Linked DNA regions of Canis lupus: region 1 is linked to region 2. Evidence: chromatin contacts called from public Hi-C data. All regions are on one chromosome and are shown on one strand. Each heading gives the region's core, a stretch centred on a gene start, on an enhancer-like site or on the middle of the called end of the contact. The rest is flanking DNA. Distances are from core to core; before and after follow the strand shown. Region 1 holds the start of PLCB1 (1-phosphatidylinositol 4,5-bisphosphate phosphodiesterase beta-1). Region 2 overlaps PLCB1 (1-phosphatidylinositol 4,5-bisphosphate phosphodiesterase beta-1).

Evidence for each region. Hi-C and Micro-C count contacts between places; a contact is called where the count stands out from the background.
Region 1: a Hi-C map of blood shows a contact between it and region 2, with 8 times the contacts expected there. The contact joins the promoter of PLCB1 here to the enhancer-like site in region 2. A contact is called at or near these places in 4 of 9 Hi-C or Micro-C datasets (amygdala, blood and liver).

What each region holds. Positions count from the first base shown.
Region 1 is chr24:14,461,659-14,464,460 of UU_Cfam_GSD_1.0, forward strand. It overlaps PLCB1 (1-phosphatidylinositol 4,5-bisphosphate phosphodiesterase beta-1), which reads right to left and starts at 1,379. Exons shown (of 32, transcript XM_038571644.1): 1 at 1,190-1,379. The coding sequence starts at 1,288. It overlaps LOC111092175 (a long non-coding RNA gene), which reads left to right and starts at 553. Exons shown (of 5, transcript XR_005377606.1): 1 at 553-786.
Region 2 is chr24:14,305,173-14,308,181 of UU_Cfam_GSD_1.0, forward strand. All of the region lies in intron 2 of PLCB1 (1-phosphatidylinositol 4,5-bisphosphate phosphodiesterase beta-1), which reads right to left. Among named protein-coding and RNA genes, the nearest start is that of PLCB1, 160 kb to the right of the region's middle. Within about 2 kb of position 1,554, at least 2 of the 20 cell types and tissues checked have an H3K27ac peak or open chromatin away from gene starts, as enhancers often do.

The DNA of each region.
Region 1 (2,802 bases), core at 129-2,628, 160 kb after region 2:
CTGGAATATTTAAATTGTTTTCAGACACTGGAAAATGGCTTAAGAAGATTAGAGAAAAATACCCTGGGGGATAACAGGCTATAATTTACTAGGTGGAAAATCTTTTCAGCAAGAAGAACACCTTATTCCCCTATAATTCCTCCGGTTTAAGAGATGTGTAGACCTACATTTCTCTAGATCCTGACAGCTCAGGTTTATCCCGGTGGGTCGCTCTTATCAAACCTTTTGAATGACACCCAGGACATGAAAACTGATATGATAATGTCCTCCATCTGACGATTCCCATGTTTTCAGCAATTATAAATGTAAGTGTTTGAAGCCAATGTGGGGCGGGGGGTGGGGGGGGCGTCGCTTGAAGTCTTGGGGTCCAGGGCTCAAGTGAAACCTGGAGGTCCGGCTCTGGGTTAAGCTCTGCCCCACTTGGCAAAAGATGTCCACAAACTGTGGGGGGGACGCCTTGCCGGGTCTGCTCCCAGCTGAAGACTCCAGCCAGCTCAGTTCTCAAAAGGGGAGCCCTCTCCATTGCCCGCAGGCCCGCTGCACACCCCCGGACCCCCGCGGGGCCCCCCGCCGCCCTCTGGCGCTCCTCATCCGTGCCCTCGCCGGCCACTCCCAAGGCCCCTCGCTCCGGAGCCAGGCGCGCAAGTTTGGCATCAGCGACCACCTGTCGGCTGGACCGCTGCGTCCTCTGCCGCGTGGGCTCCCATCGGAGCGCGGGAGGGTCGGGAGCAGTCACCCCACGGCTTCGGACCCGGAGGCCGGTCCTTCCTGGGACGCGCGGAGCAGGTAATGGGGGGGGGGGGTGCGCCGCGGGCGGGGAGGGGCGCGTCTCGGTCACACCCCAGCGCTCCCCAGCTGGTCCCAACTTCACACTTTCCAAACTCTCAGGCCGTCGCCGGGCAAAGCCCGCCCCTCCCGCTCCTCGGGCCCCAAGGCCTGAAGACCCTCAGGGGGCGCCGGCCAGCCCCCGCAGAGAGGGCCGCCCCGGACCCCGCCGGGCGCAGGAGCGCGCCAAGCCGCCGCTCTCCGCCCGCCGCCCGCCGCCCGCCGCCCGGCAGGGGCCACCCCGCGCGCCCCGAGGCCGCCCCGGCCGGAGCCGCTGCACCCATTGCATAACGCGCCCCTCGCCCCACCCCCACCCCCACGCCCCGCGCCCCGCCGGCGCCCCCAGCCCGCCGCCCCGACTTACATCATCCCACTTGACGAATTTGGTGCCCTTCTTGAGGCTGTCGGACACGCACACGGGCTTGAGTTGCAAAGCGTGCACTCCGGGCTGAGCCCCGGCCATCTGGGCTCATCGGGGCTCCGGGCGGCCCGGGCGAGCGCGGCAGGGACGGGGCGCGGGGCGCGGGGCGCGGGCTCCTTTCTCGGCTCCGCGGCGCTCGGCTCTGCTCCCCCGCCGGCCTCCCCCGGCCTCCCCCGGCCTCCCCCGGCCTCCCGGCCTCCCGGCCTCCGCACCTCCTCCGCGCGGCTCAGCAGGCGGGGCGCGCGGGGGCCAGGCGCCGGGCCATGCCCCGGGCGGGACGCGGGGTCGGGCGCCCGCGGGGGCTGCGGGGCCTCGGAGGGCGAAGGCGAAGGGAAGCCGAGCCGGGCGGCCGACGCTGCCAGCTGCCGCCGGGTCCTGCTCCTCCGCCGCCGCCGCCGCCGCCGCCGCCGCCTCGAGGCGCACCATTCAGCACATCCTCTACACACAGAGGGAGAGCGCGAGTGACACACGCTCGGCGCCCCCCCCACTCGCTCCTTCCCCTCCTCCCGCCTCCTCCCGCCCCGCTTCCCCGCCACCCTCGCTGGCTCGCTCCCTCCTTCCCCCGGCGGCTTCCAGCCCAACTTTGCGCGCTGGGTCAGGCGCCGGGAAGCGGGGACGCAGCGGCACCTCCCGGCGCCCGGGCCCCACTGCAGCCGACGCCGGCGCCGCCCGCGCCCTCTGAGCATGCCCCGTGCCGCGGTGGCTGGGGCGCCCGGGGTGCCCTGGAGCCGCGCGTCCCCTGGGGCTTGGCGCGGAACTCGCGCCGGAGCCTGACGCGTCTCCGGATCCAAACCGGCTGGAGAATGGGGGAGGTCGGGAGGGCCCCGAGAGGCAGCCCCCTCGCTGGAGCTCTCCAGCGCCGGCCACAGCCCAGCTCTTTGCGAATAGGACCTATCGGTGGGGAAGAGAGCAGTTGAGAGGCGGCGTGAGGGCTCTTTGGGGAAACCTCGGGGCGCCTGAGAGTTTGCAGCGCGCTGGCCTTGAAGCAGGGGCATGCGGTGAAGTCGTGCTTTGGAGAAAGCAAGCCCATCCCAAGAGAGACAATGGCTTTGCTTCCCATGGAGACAGAAGGCCCCCTCTTCTCTGCACGTGGTGTGTGTGTGAGAGAGAGAGGGACAGAGAGACGGACAGAGGGAAAGAGAGACAACGGAGAACGATGTCTCACGGATAGAAAACTTGCTCATTCAATAACACGAATCTAAGAATGTTTGTCTCCATTCAACAAACATTTCTCATTTCTTAGAAAAAGAGAGAAAGAGAGATACCCTCCACAAGGATAGGTGAAATTTAAGATCGCCAATACCAGTGTTTGAGAGGATATAGGGTAACTGGAACTCCCATCCTTTGCTGGAGAGAGTATGAAATGGTAAAGCCATTTTGAAGCAGTTTCTTATGAAAAGTTAAACATTTACTTATCATAATACCCAGGACTTTCCCAAGAGAAATGAAAACATATGTTCACACAGACTTACGTAAGAGTGTTCATGGATTTCTTCGTAATAGCCCAAACTGGAAACTGCATATGCCAATCAACAGGTTTAATGGGTAAATAAGCA
Region 2 (3,009 bases), core at 304-2,803:
AAATAATGGAGCCATGTAAATAGATGCTCCATAAATACTATAGCTTTAGTGCTCGGGACTGAAAAAATGCCTGAGGCCATCAGATTTGGTCCACATTTTCCACTGGGCTAGAACTTACTGCTTTGTGTTTGCCCATACCGTCCACCCCTTACAGTCAGAGCTGGCTCAGGAGCTTGCTTGCCTCTCAGTCTGAGATGATCTTTCAAGAAAACAGCAAGAAATGCTATTCATTTGAGATGAGAACCTGGCCTTTGGTGCACTGTTCCATTTTAATTCATGGCTTATTGGCAATCACTCATCTCCTGCTGGAAATTAATTAAGGCTTGTGTTCAGCAGGAGCTGGTATTTGCTTTGAATCCTGGACCCTACTGTCGAAACTTTGAAATGACAAAAACATGTCTCCAATTTGGGGCTCGATGAGGCACATTTGAAGAGCCCCCTGTCGCTCTCAGCTATTCTGTTCTGAACAATGTGCTATAAATGTTCTCGGCAACAATGCACAGGGTGGATTTCAGCCACCTGGAAGTTCCTGCTGATTTTGCCAGGAAAAAAAAAAAAAGTCTACCTAGGACTGGACATAAAAGGCCAATTTGAAGGGGAAAAATTAGTATTTTCACTGGAGATTTAAAAATTACTCTCTTCATATTTTGCTTCTCTGGTCCTTTTATAAAAGAAGCAATGCACCATGTATAAGAAGGATAGTAAAAAGTTGATTATTTCTCACCCGTGAATTTCTCTTGTTTCTCTCCCAACTTCTTTTTAAAATCTCTATCCAGATTTGTGGTATTCTTCTAGCTTCCATCTACTTAGGAGGGAAAGTACAGCTCTTCCATTAGTGCAAGAACTAGCAGCTCCCTTTGCCGTAAAGGCAAATGGGGCCCAGAGACAAAACAACTGAGGAGATAAAATCATGACCTTGACTCTGAAACCCCAGATCTATATAAAGAGTAATGTGACAAAGAGGAAACAGGACACCTTTCAACCTAGATGCTCTTCTCATGTTTTCAGGAGCTGCTCATGGCAGCAGGTCTTCTATTTCAGGGATGCACACAGGATGTTAAGATGGAATCAATCCTACCTTTCCAGGAAAAGGCTATTTCTCACCTCTATTCCTTCTCCTAGTAAAAGCCACTAACCCTCTCCTAGTACAAGCAGCCTTGGAGTAGATTCCCTACCTCACAGCATAGCAGTGCAACCAGTGTAATTTTTTATAATTCTATTTGTCTGTTTACATTTTAATCTTATTATACCATCACTGTCCTCTATAGTCTGCAATGTCTAGATGCTATATTAATGACACAAGAGGATATTTAGTAAATGAAACTGTTTTTCAGTGGAAAAAAATAATACCTTAGTTTTTTTTTTTAATACCTTAGTTTTTAATCAAAAAAGAAGACAGAAGCAATCAGTCTTCTAACAGAGTTTGTATGTGGATAAAAAGACATGTTAAAAAATAAATTTAATGGGGAGCCTGGATGGCTCAGTCAGTTAAGCATCTGCCTTTGGTTCAGGTCATGATCCTGGAATCCTGAAATCCTGGGTTTGAGCTCCCAGTCAGGCTCCCTGCTCAGTGGGGTTCTGCTTCTCCCTCCCCTTGTGTCCCCCTGCCATGCTAGTGTTCTCTCTCTCTCTCTCTCTCAAATAAAATCTTTTAAAAAATACATTTAAAAGGTTAAAAATGGAAAGCAACATTAGGGCATGCAACAAGCAACTTCCATCAGCAGCAGTGATTAAAATGCTCTTTAAACACAGGGAAAGAAAAGCTAAATAGTTGTACTGGGAACACACAATGAGAAAATGCAATGCGTTGTTATTAAATGTCTAATTGAAAGCCAAAGTTTTAACTACCTAAAGCACAACACTGGCTCCTGACATTAGATAGAATACAATTAAGAGGTTAATTCTGACCCAATTAAGTCTATTTAAACAATTGGACTCATAGCTGATTTAAAGTAGCCACCTCTCTGAGTCATATTATCAAGTTGCCAGGGTCTTGAATAGCTGTCATGACATCTGTAGATGCTATCATGAAAGAGGAGTAGCTCCCCAAATTAAAGAGTTGGCAAGGCTTCCCTTGAAAGAAATTAGTTAAGAATCTACAGTATCTTTCCTGACAAGTTACCAGTAATTCATTGAACATCTATGCTAGCTAAATAAAGCACCAGGTAAAAGATTGCAGAGAATACAAAGAAGAGAGTCTAACTCTGGTATTAGCAGCAACTATGCAAGAAAAAAAGAAGAAAAATCCACAGATAATGAGAACATATAGGAAAACAAAAAGGGCTTACATGCATTGAGTTCTTCTTGGGTACTGGACACGATTTAAGGTACATCACACCTTAATAAGACTTTTAGTCTTCCCTACGTGCTTAGTAGGTAGTTGCTAGTATTATTATCCATTTTATGTATGAGACAGTTGAGGAAAAAAGGTTAAGTTATGTAACCAAGTGATTTCAGATAGCCACCGATGATGGCGCCAGGATTCAAATCTAGGTAATCTGATGACAATACCACAGTCTTGACCTCCAAATTCCAACTCCTGGAGATGACATAAATACTGCTAATGTTCTGGAGTGTTGCCATGCAATCACAAAGCACAGTTCCAATTATATACTTAGAATAAATCATTCAAGGCAAACGTACTGGGTCAAAGGGTATGCCCATTTTAAATTTCAATAATATGTGATATCTAGACGTTGAGTAGACTCGAATGGCAGGAAAGGTACAGGAGGGTATTCCAGATGGTGGAAACAGCATGAGCAGCAGGATGAATGGGCATCATGATCCAGCAGCAGCAGGAGCTCCATTTGTCTGGTGTGTGGAGGACAGGAAGGAATGCATAATGGCAGTCTTGGTAAAGCAGTGGATGCTCTCTTACCATCATTCTGAACACCTTTTTTTTTTTTTTTTCAAAAGATTCAGATTCCCCTTGAATCCCTGCAATTGTACCCAATTGTATTGGCAAAGCTTGCATTCATTATTTGATAGAAACAACAACAACAACAAAAA